Linked DNA regions of Sus scrofa: region 2 is linked to region 1. The links are chromatin contacts, called in public Hi-C maps. All regions are on one chromosome and are shown on one strand. The core of a region is the stretch at or near the end of the contact, and the rest is flanking DNA. Distances in the headings are between cores, read along the strand shown.

Evidence for each region. A called contact is a pair of places that touch in the nucleus more often than the background predicts.
Region 2: a Hi-C map of fetal skeletal muscle shows a contact between it and region 1, with 1.7 times the contacts expected there. The contact joins the promoter of CLUAP1 here to the promoter of CREBBP in region 1. A contact is called at or near these places in 1 of 5 promoter capture datasets (fetal skeletal muscle), 3 of 47 Hi-C or Micro-C datasets (embryonic fibroblasts, fetal skeletal muscle and heart right ventricle) and 1 of 2 datasets of contacts at active chromatin or transcription factors (alveolar macrophages).

What each region holds. Positions count from the first base shown.
Region 1 is chr3:38,384,048-38,391,909 of Sscrofa11.1, forward strand. It overlaps CREBBP (CREB-binding protein), which reads left to right and starts at 4,319. Exons shown (of 31, transcript XM_005662184.3): 1 at 4,319-4,605. The coding sequence starts at 4,521.
Region 2 is chr3:38,750,062-38,757,923 of Sscrofa11.1, forward strand. CLUAP1 (clusterin associated protein 1) reads right to left here and starts at 3,324. Exons shown (of 12, transcript NM_001245000.1): 1 at 3,235-3,324; 2 at 902-1,013. The coding sequence starts at 3,256. It overlaps C3H16orf90, which reads left to right and starts at 3,394. Exons shown (of 4, transcript XM_021088380.1): 1 at 3,394-3,467; 2 at 3,716-3,870. The coding sequence starts at 3,394.

The DNA of each region.
Region 1 (7,862 bases), core at 3,069-5,568:
CCCACCAGATCCAACCCCCGGGCACTTTTTCCTGGTGCCGTCACTCAGGTCCCTCTTTCCGCTCTCCCACCTGGACCCCTGACTTGTGTCCTTCTGCCGGGAGCACCACCTCCCTCTTCCACTCCTTGTCTCTCTTCCTTCTTCCCAGATGGAAATGTCAAGACCCGGTCTGATTGAGATAATGCACACCCTCTACCGCTCACCCAAAGTGTACACTTCAATGGTTTCAAGTACGTTCGGACCATCATGACTGTCGATTTTAGAACATCTTCATCACCCCAGACAGAAACCCCACAGCCTTTGGCTGTCCTCCACCGTCTCCCCCTCTCCCCAGTCCCCCAAGCCTCTGCTTTCCGTCTCTATGGCTTGGGCCTATGCTGGATATGTCCTATCAATGGAATCATACAGTATATGGGTTTGGGTGACTGTCTTCTTTCCTCAAGCATCACGTTTTCAAGGTTCATCCTGGCCGCGTGTGTCAGTGCTTCATTCCTTGTCGGGCTGAATACTATGCCATGGCGTGGCTGTAACACACTATGTTTCTCCATTCATCCGTTGATGGATTCAAAGGAACTCCTCTCAGGCAGTCTCTCCTGATTGATTTCTACCCCCGGCTCCTCTGCCATGCCCTCAACATTCTGTCAACGGGGATTCCTCGGTGACATGGCCCCTGAGACTGGAAAGAGCAGGCAGCCTTTTGTTTGCGATCCAGCTGAGCCTCTTAGGGGCTGAGTGGTGGGCCCTCCTCTGGGCCTTGTTTCCTCCTCGGTAAAATGAGGACAATGATATGTCCTTCCAGGGTCGTGGGAAGTGCTGATCCAAATGGAGCATGTGGCAGAGTGGTCTGACATACGGAAGGCACTCAACAGCATTGGCTCCCTTGGGTCTGGGTTGACCTTGGTCCCAAGCTCAGAGTGAGCAGGCAGGAACCAGGCCTCCTTCCTTGCTCTTCCCCCACTGATGTCTGAGCACACCGTTCTCTCTTTTCTTTCCTCCTTTCTTTCCTTCCTTCTTTCCTCCTTTCCTTCCTTCTTTCATTCTTTCTTTCTCCCTGCCTCCCTCCCTTCTTTATTTCCTTTTTGGCCATACCTGTGGCATTCTGAAGTTCCCAGGCCAGGGATCCAACCCGTGCCACTGGTCTTCAAACTCCCGTGGGTATGAGTATGCCCAGTCCTGACACATCCAGGTCATTTATGTCTGGGTCACAGGGACTGATGGCCTCAGTGTCCCCCTCGTCGGGGGAATGGTGTGAGCTGATTTGCCCACTGCTGTGTAAACCCAGGGACTCTGAGGGCCAGGTGGTGCCCCTACCCATCCAAGCAAAGCCTCAGGCCAGAGCCCATCCGTCTTCGTGTCCTGGAGGCCTTTAGGACTCAGGAGGACCTGACAGTTAATTCATTCATTCATCAAATTTTGCAAACCTATCTCTCGCAGGGCATGGCACTGTGACGAAGACCTGGCCCCCGCTCTCAAAGGGCCCGTGGACTCGTGATGACAGGGCCACCCAAGACACATTCGGGTACAGAAAGCTGCTGGCCCTGTGTTCCTCTGTGGCTCTGAACACCTCCTGGACTCCTCAGATGCTTCTGTTTATGATTTCTAGGGCTTCCTCTTTGGCCTCTTTGAATAGATAGGGATTTCTTTCCTTAGTTTTTGCCCCCAAAGATTAGCACAGTGGCAACACCTTCGGAAGATTCTCAAGGGATATTTGATGGAAAAATAAAAACACGAAGAATGAAATGACAGCGTACGGTGTGTGTGGTATGCCCTCACAGAGTATGCCCGCAAGTGTTATGCGACCCCTAAACCGGGCTGGGAGGGCTTCTTGGAACAGGTGATATTTGAACTGGGTCTTGGGATGAGTTAGAATTTGCCCAGCTCTAACTGGAACAGCTTTTGCAGAAGTATAAGGAAGTCTGAGTGGTGAGAACTTCCTAGCGGCTGTGTGGGTGTGGGGGAGTGAGGGTGGCGAGAGGAAGGGAAAGTGGAAGAGAGGGATGCAAGGGAGGGGGCTCAGTCAAGATTCTGAACAATACAGATAAATAGAAAAAAGGAGAGAGAGCACTCAGGCTTGACACTTGAAGACAATCAGTTTTTTTGGCATATATCATATATATACACACACAGTACTTTATGATATACACGAAACAAACTATACATGTTGTTTTCCACCCGAGACTATATAAATGTGTTTTTTTTTTTCCCTACATGTAGGAGCTATTTGTTTTAAGCAGAGTTCTTTCTTTTTCCAAGAAGTTAACTCAGGTGGTGCATTGGGAGAAATGCAGATTGTAAGGGACACTGAGGTGGGAAGATGCCACCACCCTGGAGAAGCAAGAAGACTCTGGGGGGAGTTCCCATTGTGGCGCAGTGGTTAACGAATCCGACTAAGAACCATGAGGTTGCGGGTTCGGTCCCTGCCCTTGCTCAGTGGGTTAACGATCCGGCGTTGCCGTGAGCTGTGGTGTAGATTGCAGACGCGGCTCGGATCCCGTGTTGCTGTGGCTCTGGCGTAGGCTGGTGGCTACGGCTCCGATTCAACCCCTAGCCTGGGAACCTCCATATGCCCCCCAAAAAAATAGCAAAAAGAAAAAAAAAAAAAGACTCTGGGGCAGTGGAACGAGGAGGAAGAGCCATTTGTCCAGGTAAAGGATCTGGGGAGGCAGGTTGCTTGGTGGGTGGAGGGAGAGGAGGACTCACAGAATTCTGGCTTAGGAAACAAACAGGTCGTTGGTGATACCCTTCAGATAAAGACGTGGGATGAAGCCCAGGCAAATTGTGAGAAGCAGATAATGAGCTGAGATGTGTGAACACCTTAGATTTGTGTGTAACTGTCCTGCGGATAGTGGGCACGCGGGCGGGCCTCCGGGGGAACCTCACACCTGACTGCAGCACCTGCGGGGTCCAGATGGTTGCGTAGGGCACGAGGGCCCTAAGCCCTGATGTAATGGGGCCTTCTGGGCCCGGCGCAGACTGAGTGTGCTTGGCTGGGAAGCAGCGCTCACCACTTCCCGGTGCAGGTGAGGGTGTCGGACCTGGGGCCCCTATTGCATCAGGCTGGGGAACAAGGGCTCAGGAGTCCTGCGTCCTCCTCACTTCACGTGGAGGCCTTCGAATCTCGGCCCTGCCACTTCCTGCCTCAGTTTCCCCATCTGCACTCGCTCACGGGCGGACCCAAGAGCAGTCTGTAACCTGCAGAGGCCACGACACAACGCTGGCATCCGGCGGGGAGAAGCTGCCAGCCCTGGTCACCGAGAAGGGTCGCGGAGCAGGGGCGCGGGGAGCCGGGACTGGGCAGAGTCGCCTGCGGGACGGGCAGGCCCGGGCGGCGCCAACTCCGCGCCTGGGGGCCCGGCTTGCTGCCAGGCCGCAGCCAGACCCCTCGCCGCCCAGTCGCCGTCAGAACAAAAGTGGCGGCGGTGCCCGGCGCCCGGCGCCCCGCAGGCCCGGCCCCCGCCGGGCAGTCTAGCCGCCCCGCCACTCGGCCGCACGACGTACGGCAGCCGCGCCTTCGGCCCTTTCCGTCCGAACGCGCTCGGCTCTTTCCGCTGCGGCCGGCGCAGGTGGAGGGGGCGGGGCGGGGGCCGTGCGTGGTGACGCCGCGGGGGGGGGTGACGCACCGGCGTGCCCCGCCCCCTCCCCCTCCCCGTTCAGGCTCTGGAAAGAGAAGAAAAAAAACTTTCTTTTTTTTTTAATTGAGGAATCAACAGCCGCCATCTTGTCGCGGACCCGACCGGGGCTTCGAGCGCGATCTACTCGGCCCCGCCGGTCCCGGGCCCCACAACCGCCCGCGCACCCCGCTCCGCCCGGCCGGCCCGCTCCGCCTGGCCCTCGGCGCCCGCTCCGGCGGCCCCGCTCGCCTCTCGGCTCGGCCTCCCGGAGCCGCGGCGGCGGCGGCGGCGGCGGCGGCAGCGGCGGCGGCGGCGGCGGCGGAACGGGGGGTGGGGGGGCCGCGGCGGCGGCGGCGGCGGCGGCCCCGCTTCGCTCATTGTTTTTCCTCGCGGCGGCGGCGGCGGCGGCGGGCCGCGGGCAGGGAGCGGAGCCCGGAGCCCCCCGGTCGTCGGGCCGCGAGCGAATTAATTAAGTGGGGCGCGGGGGGGGAGCGAGGCGGCGGCGCGGCGGCGGCACCATGTTCCCGGGGACTGCCTGAGCCGCCCGGCCGGGCGCCGTCGCTGCCAGCCGGGCCCGGGGGGCCGCCGGGCCGCCGGGGCGCCCCCGCCGCGGAGTGTCGCGCTCGGGAGGCGGGCAGGGGATGAGGGGGCCGCGGCCGGCGGCGGCGGCGGCGGCGGCGGCCGGGGGCGGGCGGTGAGCGCTGCGGGGCGCTGTTGCTGTGGCTGAGATTTGGCCGCCGCCTCCCCCACCCGGCCCTGCGCCCTCCCTCTCCCTCGGCGCTCGCTCGCGACTCGCGGCTCGCGCTCGCTCTCCCCTCGCAGCCGGCCGGGGCCGGCGCCGACCCCCGCCCCGGAGCCCTCGCCGGCCCCGCCGCCCGCGCTCGGGGCTGTTTTCGCGAGCAGGTGAAAATGGCCGAGAACTTGCTGGACGGACCGCCCAACCCCAAACGAGCCAAACTCAGCTCGCCCGGCTTCTCTGCGAATGACAGCACAGGTGAGTAGGGGGCCGGGCGGGAACAGGGGCCCCGGGGGTCGCTGACAGCCCTGCCCGGAGGTGAGTGCCCCCGGGGGACCCGAACTCGAGGGCGGGCGTGCGGGGCCCTTTCCCCGGGACCCCGGCCGCGGAGGGGGAAGTTTGTCGGAAGACTGCCTGGGGCCCGAGTGGGGCGGCACATGCCCGGTGCGCTCGCATAGCCCGGAGTTGGCGAGCCCTCCTCGCGTGGAGCCCGAGTGGTACTTCCAGGGGGGAAAAGTAAAGCGGAGCGTGTTTGTTCTGCGTGGTGAGTCCCTTTGCCACCCTCTGCCGCCGTGGGTCGACACACGCGTGGCTGTTTGAAGGGATGACAGCGGAGGGTGCGTTTGCCAGTGAGGGAAGGAAAGCGTGCAGCCCAAAGGGGACCCGAAATGTTTTCTGAATTGGTAGCACATTCACAAGGCAACCAGAAGACACGCAGAGCTGCAGCCAGCCTCTTGAGTTACGACTTAGAAGTTTTTTGGAATGTGCTGCTTGGGAAAAATGCTTAGTAGTTACTTTGAAAACTCTTGTTGTTGGTCTCCTGAGCTATCCCATTTTTCACAGCCCCAAACTTCGGAAGACGTCCTAAGTGGGGTGTTTAATTTCAAGACTGTAACTTCGGAAGAAAGTTAAATAGCAGATTGATCCGGGCTGCAATCTGCAAGTGAGCTTGTGTTGCTTTTACAGTGAAGATGTAAGAAGAAAAAATATGTTAAGGAATGGGGGAATTACAGTCTTCCTCCCTAGTTTTTTCGGTAGGATACTGAATAAATTCACTGTTTTAAACATCTTCCCTGGAAACTTTCTTAGGTGATCACATCAATTACCTAAGGGAAGTGTTTTAGTTTTCTATTCATTTATAGTTTTAGGTTCTTCTGGGCTGGTTCATGGTAGCGTTATGAACTAGTTGTATTTCCTCTTTCAGAGCTCTCCTTTGCGTTAAAAACTTGTGCGCTTCGGTGAACGATTTGATCCCCAGCGCAGCTTGCATTTCTCCACTGTGATCTTGCAGTAGCAGCATCTGTAAATCAGTTTATAATGAATGGGTCAGAATTGAATTATATTGCTGCAGCAGTGCCTTCAGATTTGCAGTAGACACAGCTGTTCAGCTTGTGCAAACATTTCTGTGACTGACCACTAGCGTTTTTCTGCTAGTGGTCTAAAAATCTATTGCTATTGTTGGAACAAAACTTGAGTTTTGTGGCTGCAGTTTTACTACAATTCCTAGACTATTTTTTAATGTAGAATTGAGAGAAAGTGTAAAAAAAAAATCATGAGATTCTTGTCTAGTTGAAATGAAATTTGTTGAAACAGTTGGAGAAGAGTCAGTTAAGTCTCATGGTGTATAAAAGTCACCAATAATACTCTTCTTTAAAAAAAAAAAACTGATGAAGTGTTGTGTTTGATGTTAATTTTGTAAAATCAGCTTATCTGAAATGAGAAATGTGAGAACAACCATGATTTCAATGCTCTGATTTTACTGCATTTAAAAAACTCTGATTTTACTGCAGAATAGCTCATCTTGGCTCCATTAATCTTGGCATGTTTGAGTGAAAAATCTTTAATCATATGAAATATAGATCATACTGGACAAGTTTGCTTTGAAGCTTGTCCTCTGAAACGTAACTTTTGAATGGCTTTGCAGCTTTGCTGTTGTTGATTGAGGTTATTTTAGACTTTGCTTTTTATACAGAGGGACAAGGGAGTTACGTGAGACGTAGCAGAAAGGCTTGTCCCACTGTAAACTTGTACCTCTTTTCAAGATGGCACCCAAAGGACTGGCTCTTGGGGCACTTCTGTTATTGGATGGTCAGATATCTACTTAATGTGTGGCTGATCACAGTAAAATTTATCAGAAAGGGTGGATTTTGACCACTTTTTTCCCTTTCTAATTTTGATCCTTTTGAGGCACTGGAGCTCTTTTGCTTTTCCAAATGTGGAACAAAAAAGTCAGTTTTAACAGCTCTGTTTAAATAATCCAAAGAATAAATTCACCTTTATATGTGTGTCGGGTCCTTGGTGGCGCGTTCGGCACCATCATGTCCCTGTGAGAGGGTCTCTTAGTGTCAGGGCCTTGGAAGGGCCCTCACTGAGCACATGAAGCAAGGTACAGCCTTGTCTCCCGTAACTGCTGGTCTGAAGCAGGGCTTAAGGATGTCTGTCAAGGCAAAGCAAGGACTAAAGGGATTAGATTACACGCAGTCAAAGGATCGAAGGCATTTTGTTAAATGGAAACATGGGGAGAGACCTGAGAATAACATTCTCGAGAGACTCAGCCTCATTTAAATGAGGAGATATGGGTTTGTGGCTTCTAGGATAGAATTGGACCGGGCAGGAGTTCCCGTCGTGGCGCAGTGGTTAACGAATCCAACTAGGAACCATGAGGTTGCGGATTCGGTCCCTGCCCTTGCTCAGTAGGTTGACGATCCGGCATTGCCGTGAGCTGTGGTGTAGGTCGCAGACGCGGCTCGGATCCCGAGTTGCTCTGGCTCTGGTGTAGGCCGGCGGCTGCAGCTCCAATTAGACCCCTAGCCTGGGAACCTCCATATGCCGCAGAAGTGGCCCAAAGAAATAGCAAAAAGAAAAAAAAAAAAAAAGAATTGGACCGGGCAGAGCCATGCCTATTCGTTGCTCATGTGATGAAATTTGAGGGAGGAGAGCTCTGTGGCTGGGAAGAGCTGAGGCGTTAGGAGTAGAAGGAGGCTCTGATGGCCTGAGAAGCTGGGGTGACTTGGACTGTCACTGTCCAGGGCATGTCTTTGGGGTCTGGGGGCAGGCCGTGGGCCCAGGGAATAGTTACACTTGATGCTGGGGAGCTTACCAGACAGGGTGCTGGCTGCAGGGCGCTTGCGGTCTAACGGGAGCATGGATGTGCGTTTGCTCCAGTGAAGTAAGGCGTGTCTGATACATGACATTGACACCAATGGCAGATGCCAGAGGTCCCTGCAGGCTGGGAGGTCAGGGAAGCCTTCTGAGGAGAGCGTGCAGAGGTGATGCAGAAATAGGGATGCACCCCGGAGGCAGGCAGCAAGAGGAAGAAGGGAAAACGGTGCGTTTCACCCAACCCCAGCTTTTCTTCTGAAGTGGCACAGATCCTGATGGTATCAGATGTTGTTGAAGTAGTGTTTTCTTGCTTTACATCGAAGGCGTAAACACTTTCGCACAAATGTCATCTTCCTTTACTCGGCGCCCTTTATAAGAAGTAGGACTTTGTGTAACCAGGATATAGTTGGTTA
Region 2 (7,862 bases), core at 2,074-4,573, 370 kb after region 1:
AGACTACCACCCTAGTGTCTGCTTCCTACTGAGGAACAGTCTCCTTTTACCGCTGGCTGGTATAAGCCCCTCTCCCAGAGCCTTCTTTAAACTCGACTGACTGGTAACAGGTTACAACTGTCTGTCCAACTGTACAGAATTTTTCCTTTTGCTTCAAAAAAGCACCGTTTCTAGGTGGCTAATGACTAACATCTAGTGTTCCTTCCTTCTTTTTTTTTAAATGGCCACACCTCAGCAATGTGGAATTTCCCCAGGCCAGAGACCAAAGCAGAGCTGCAGCTGCAAACTACACAGCCGCTGCAGCAACAGCAGATCCCTTAACCCACTGCTCTCCGCTGGGATGGAACTAACAATGCCACGATATCAGCCAGATCATTAACCCCCTGCACCACAGTTCGAACTCTTCTTTAATTTGTATATTTTTTTGTCTTTTTAGAGTCACACCCGCGGCATATGGAGGTTCCCAGGCTAGGGGTCCAATCGGAGCTGCAGCTACCGGCCTACGCCACAGCCACAGCCGTGCCAGATCCAAGCCACGTCTGTGACCTATACCACAGCTCTTGGCAACGCTGGATCCTTAACTCACTGAGCAAGGCCAGGGATCGAACCTGCGTCATCATGAATGCTAGTCAGATTCGTTTCTGCTGAGCCATGATGGGAACCCCTCTTTTTTTTTTTTCCTCCTTAATTTAATTCCATTGGAGTAGAGTTGACCTACAATGTTGTATTAGCTTCATATCTACAGTAAAATGAATCAGTTATACATATAAATATATTCATTCTTTTTTGCCATGTAGGTTATAAACTACTGAGTAGATTTTCCTGTGCTATACAGTAGGTTCTCCTTAATCACCTATTTCATAGTATTTATTTTTCAAGCTCAATAAAATGCAATTCTAACCTTTTCACAAGCCAGAGAAGCACTTCAGATACAAGGTCAAAATTTGGTGTGCGGAAATTTTCCATAGAAATATGTCGAGGGTATCCCAAGGCTCTCATCATCTCTGTAAAATCTGTCCAAGGTAAAATACAATTCAGTCAGTTTCCTGTCAAACGGCAACTACTTATTAACTTAAGACACCTTCTTTGCCTTCTCTTGTTATTCCCAACCTACTGCCGCTTTTATGGACTATTTATCAACTCTCTAAAAGGGAAAGAAAAAAGGAGAATAAGAGTTAACACTGACCTAATCTGCTTCCTGAAAAATATTTACGTTCAATGGGAGAAGTGGAAACCGTAAAGTAAGGTTAGGGATTGGCTATGACTTTAACTTCTCTCTTGGATACCTCACTTATATCTTGGATAGCTTTCTCTTTATCACTCAAAATGAGAAACACCTGGCCTTATAAAATGTAACAAAAAAATTAATTTTAAATGTTAACTATGGTTTTCTGGAGGGAGGTAATGGTGGTAGGGTGAAATTCATGTCTGTTATTTCTGAGTTGTCTTTTTTAGTGAACATACAGGACCTTAATAACTCAAAAATCTAAACATTAGTTACATTATATCCACAGAAATCTTAAAGACAATGATTGAATTACATAGCAGTATTTAGATGTACTATCCAACAGACTAAGAAACAATACTAATACTTATTGATACCAGAGATTGCGGTCACTAAGCTTTAAGCAAGGCTTGGAAATAAAAATAAAACATTTTTTTAGTTCTTATGTTGTGCCAAGATCTGCATTCAGTGTGCTTCTCACTAAGTAATGCCCGTCTTCACTCTTCTTGAAGGGGATATTCAAAATGTCCCAATGACATTCACAAACTACCTGGGCACTGGAGGTTAGGGTGGATTTCAGCAGACAACAGAAGAGAAGACACCAGCAGAGCAAAGAGCAGCAGAGGGCCTCTGCCACTGTTTGGGGAAAAGTTGAAAAAGTGATGGAGAATAAAGCGGCAGCCTTCTTATCACAGTCAGGCATTGCCTTCTTCCTGCCAGGTAGGAGTCAAGTTCTGTTAATTCTGCAGTACTTTTGTCAAAATGGAGACAATTTGAGTAAGATTCTTAACATGAACTGCTTAATTGTACACTGTTTAAGGTCAGAATGTTCAGAAATCTCCTTCTCGTACACTTTTCCAAATACAGCTCTGTTCAGGGTCCCCTAGCAGAATACTGGCCACCCTCAACTATGAGGGAAGAGAACCGTCTCTACAATGGTCTACCATAGAGCGTCACCAAGAACCTCCCCATCCCTGAGGGCATAGATTCAAACAGTAGAGCTAGCAGGAGGCATCAATAAAATCTCCTGTCTCTTTCTGTATATTTACGTTACAGAAAAAGAACAATTCACAACTGAAAGGACTCATCTTTAATGGGAACATTTCAGGCACCAGCAATTTGGTTACAAAATTGGCCTTAAGCCCCTCAGATCACACCAAATTGGCAGTCACCTGCTAGAGCCATGCACGTGGAGCCATTTGACTGAACTGCTTCAGGGTGAGACAATGACAGCGCATAAAAGCCAAGAAACTGTGAGTCGCACAATCCTACATCTGGACCCATTACTTTCAGAGTTGTAGCTGTGTGGCCTAAAACAAGCGACTTTACAGCTCTGCCTCAAAGTATTTCATCCAGGAACTACAGGACCCGCCGCACTGTTAAAATGAGGACTAAAATAAGACACTGAATGTACAATACCTGGTGTGTAACAAGGGACCCCCCCCCCCCCACAGGAGCAGATCTGAGCCGCAATTAGTAGTCACCAGCCCCTCCTGGGCTTCGTTGTTCGTTTCTCGGAGATCTATGCTAACCCAACTCTAAAACGGTTTAGCGTTTTCCAATTCGTCAGCGAACGTTTATACCACCTGGCTGTATAAATCAGTTTAAAGTAAACCAAGAATGTATATGTGTGTGTGTGACTGGGTCACCTTGCTGTATAGTAGGAAACTGACAGAACATTGCAAACCAGCTACAATGGGGAAAAAATCGTTTAGAATTTAAAAAAAACATTTTTTAAGTAAACCAAATTAAAGTTTGGATTCCTCAGCCACACAAACCACACGTGGCCAGCGGCAGATACACAACCTGCCCTCATTGGGAAAGGGCCGTGAGACTGGGCTGGGGCGCCCAGGCCGGGGTTGCGGGAGGCGGGCCAGGGGCGTCCCAAGCCGCGGAAGCCCAGGAGGAGCTCCGGCGCTCGAGCCTCGGGGGGGCTCGGACGGGGGACCCGGCGGGAGGGAGCCCGAGCATCAGGAGGACCGCAGGTCACGGGGGCAAGGCTGCCTTACTGCGGAGGTCGCGGAAAGACATGTCTCTTTGGTCCCGAGAAGCCCGGAGTCTCCGCCGCTCGCCCCTCAGCGCTCACGGGTCTCTATAGTAACGCACGGAGGGAGCGTGGACGGCGAGTAGCCGGGGCCAATCCAGACGGGAGGCGACCTGGTCGGGCCATGTGCGCATGCTCCACACTCGCCGGACACAGGGCGGCCGGCAGGGGGCGTCTCCGGACGCTGAGGGAGCCGGCGTGGGATCTTGGCCCGGATGGCGTCTGGGCCCCTTGACTTGACACGTTCTGAGCACCATCCAAGCGCCTGACACTTTGAGAGGCACTCTACATACTACTCGTTTCCTCCTCAACTGCTCTAGACAGAATGTAGGATAGTGTTAGGAGGCAGGTCTCCCGCCTGCGTCCTGTACCCAGCATGCATCTCACTAGCGAGGGTAAAATGAAGCACCTCCTGAGTGAAGGGACTGACCGCTGGGCGGCGACAGTGGGCCGGGCTGCTACCTGCGCACGCGCAGCGGGATCGAGCTTTACGACAGGCCGGAAGCCGGCCCGGCTCTTCGCGCGCTGGCGGTTGTCCTGGCAACCGTGTGCTCAGCGGGCTGGAGCCTATTGGTGCGCCAGTTTGAGGGGGCGGCTCCGGGTGAGGAGCACCGCCGACCCTTGGCCGGGTTAGCTGCGGGCTCGCTTGGGACTGCCCTAAGCTGGGCTGCCACGGTTGGAAACAGGTGACAGGAAGGGCTGGGGAAGGTGAAATCAGCTGATCCCAGAAGGGTGGACGCTGAGGAATGACTGCCAAACCCACAATCGGTTTTGGTGAAGTTGCACACATAAATGCACGGAGTTCCGAAATAGATCCATACATGCGTGGTCATTGTGACGAAGACCTTCAGAGGGGATAGAAAGAAAGAGCTTTCAACAAATGGTTTGGGAACAATTCGGAATGCAAATAAATGAGCATCCATCCTTATTTAAGAGTAAAACCAAGAACTATAGCTTTTCTAGAAGAAAACTTAGAGGTGAAAGGTTCGTGACTGGGTTAAACAAAAACATCATCCTTAAATAAATAAATAAATAAACCTTATCCAGGGAGTTCCCATTATGGTGCAGCAGAAACGAATCTGACTACTATCCACAAGGATGCGGGTTCGATCCCTGGCCTTGCTCAGTGGGTTAAAGATCTGATGTTTCCATGAGCTGCGGTGCAGGTGGCAGACGCCCTTGGTATCCCACGTTAATGTGGCTGTGGTGTGTAGGCTGACAACTGCAGCTCCAATTCGACCCCTAGTCTGGGAACTTCCATATGCCATGGGCGCAGCTCTAAAAAGAAAAAAAAATATGAATTTCATTTCATTACAAATAATAAGCAAAGGAAAAGATACTCAAGATTATTAGTCGTTAGAGAAATGTATATTAAACCACAAGATATCACTGGGTAGTTTGAGAACAGCTAAAATAACAACCAAGTACAACGAAAGCCCTGACAGTTAAGGGTCTGAAAGGATGTGGAGGGACTTGGCCCTTCCTACAGTGTTGGTGGGAACGTGAAACTGTACATCCACTTTGGAAAACAGTTGGTAGTGTAAGGCGAGTGCGGAGAAAGAGAACAAGCCGGGTGTTCAGACAAAGAGAAGAAAATTTATTAGAGGGGAAAGGGAGAGGGTGACGGACCCTTGAGAAGAGCCAGCCCCCTGCCCTTCTTTTGGGGCCTTCTTATGCCCCTTGGATGGGAAACTGGATTCCCTGAGGCGAAGGGAGGTTAGTTTATCTTTTGCCTGCAGCTGGACTCTATGGTCACATAGTCGTGACAAAGTTGGTGGTGTCTCACCGTAGGGGGGGGTCTTGTAATCCTGAGAAAGCTGGAGGTGTGTGGTGTCCCACGGTAGGGGGGTCTCGTCATCTGGGGAAAGTCGGCACCAGTGGTGAAAACAGGATGTCGCTTGAGCAAGGCGGTCCGTTTCGTGGGTCAGCAGAAAGAGCCATTGTAACAATGAGCCCCCATGTCGCCCCCGACAGGTTGTTTCTTAATAAAGTTAAATATACATGTAACATACAGCTCCGCAATACCACTCTCAGGTATTTGCCCAAGAGAAATGAGAATTTATGTTCACACAAAAAATCTGTACACAAATATTGAGAGCAGCTTTATTTATAATCGCCCCAAACCAGAAGCCACTCAAGTGTCCCTCAGTTTATGAATGGATAAACCCCTGTGGTACACCCACGCAATGGAGGACCACTCGGCAATTTAATAAACGAAGCAAACTGCCGTAACACATAAGGACAGTAATGGATTTCCAATGCCTTATATATACTAAGTCCAGGAAGTCAGACTCAAAAGCTTTCATACTGTAGATTCCATCTATATGACAATCTGAATAAAAGGAAAATAGAAAACAAATTGTGGTTTCCTGGTGGTGCAGCAGGTAAAGAAAATGGAGTTGTCACTGCTGTGGCTTGGGCTGCTGCTGTGGCATGGGTTCCATCTCTGGCCCAGGAACTTCCGCATGCTGTGGGCTTGGCCAAAAAGAGAAAAACAAAATGAACAACAACAACGAAACACGAGTGTCTTAGGCGGCCACCTCGGGGAGTTACTTCCCTGGGCATCTCCAAGATTTACATGAGATGCACATGCTGATAAACTAGGTTTTGGTTTTTTTTGTTTTTTGTTTTTTGTTTTTTTGGCTTTTTAGGGCCCTACCTGCAGCATATGGAGGTTCCCAGGCTAGGAGTCGAATCAGAGCTATAGCTGCCAGCCTACACCACAGCCCCAGCAACACGGGATCCACGCTGTATCTGCGACCTACACCACTGCTCATGGCAACACCGAATCCTTAAGCCACTGAGCGAGGCCAGGGATGGAACCCATGTCCTCATGGATCCTAGTCGGGTTCGTTACCACTGAGCCAAGAGAGGAACTCCTCAACTTCCGTTCTTAAAAAAAAGAAAGAAAACACATCGGTGGTTGCCCCGAGGAGCTGAGCACAAACCACTGGGGTCGGGGGGGAACAGTTCTGTATCTTGATGGTGGCAGAATAACATGAGAGGTCTTTGTCAAAACTCATAGAACTCCTTAAAAAGGGCGAATTTTACCACATCTAAAATTGTCTCAGTACGCATGACTTAAAACAGCTTTAAAAGAACAAACCTCCCGGAGTTCCCGTCGTGTAGTAGTCGTTAACGAATCCGACTAAGAACCACGAGGTTGCAGGTTCGATCCCTGTCCTTGCTGAGTGGGTTAAGGATCCGGCGTTGCTGTGAGCTGTGGTGTGGGTCGCAGACGTGGCTCGGATCCCGCGTTGCTGTGGCTCTGGCGTAGACTGGTGGCTACGGCTCCGATTAGACCCCTAGCCTGGGAACCTCCATATGCTGTGGGAGCGGCTCAAGAAAAGGCAAAAAGACAAAAAAAGAAAACAGAAAAAAGGACAAATCTCTGCAATGGACTCTCACTGCTGATCGAACAGCCCTCTGAGCTCCCTGGTCCCCCGGCTCCCTTCCCGCCCCCCTTCCCGCCCCCCTTCCCGCCCCCTCCCTCCCCTGCCTCCTGGAGAACACGCCCATCTTCTCCCGGTTTTTGCCCAAGGAGTTTCCTCTGCATGGAGTGTCCCACCCAACTTCTTCAGCTCTTTGGAAAGATGCCTCTCGGACCATCGACACCAAAGCAGACCCTCCCGTCCCATCACCTTGTTTGATTTTCTACATAGTAAGATCAGGAAACATCTCCCTTGCTTCTCTTCTGTGTCTCTGATCTGGACACATAAGCTCCATGGGAAGGAGACCCCTTCTCGGTCCTACTTGACCCTCTCCCCAGATCTGCAATAGTCCTGGCGCTATGGATGCCCTCAGAACATACATGTTTAATACCCGAAGGCATGAATGAGTGAGTGAGAATACACTGCCTCCCTCGAGGGAAGTGAAGGTGTTTGAGAAAAGGTCACGTCCCCTGCACTCCCATCCTGCTCCATGCTGGCTGTGATGCCAGTTCCGGCCACTGGAAGTCCACCAGATCTGCTCTACATTAAAACCAACTGGCATGCACAGGCACCAGTGCTGTCCCCAAAGCAAAGCCTATGGAACAGGCTCTGTGACCTTGGGAAGTTAACCTCTTGGAGACTCAGATTCCTGTGTTAGAGTGAAGGTCATACTGCCTGCTAGGGTGTCCAATAGGAGCTACAGCTGGGGCCTACACCAGAGCCATAGCAACATCAGATCCGAGCCACGTCTTTGACCTACACCACAGCTCACAGCAACGCCACATTCTTAACCCACTGAGCAAGGCCAGGAATCAAACCCACATCCTCATGGATGCTAATCAGATTTGCTAACCGCTGAGCCACGAGGGGAACTCCTGGATTATTTTTCTTTTTGTAAGAGTTATTTATGTGTTCTAGATACTACACTCTAATCAAATATATGATTTTCAAATATTTTCCCTTATTCTGTAGGCTATATTTTCACTTTTTTTTTTTTTAATTTTTAGGGCCACACATGTGGCATATGTAAGTTCCCAGGCTAGGGGTCGAATCAGAGCTGCAGCTGCCGGCCTACACCACAGCTACAGAAACACAGTATCTGAGTCTGTGACCTATACCACAGCTCACAGCAATGCCAGATCTTACCCACTGAGGGATGCCA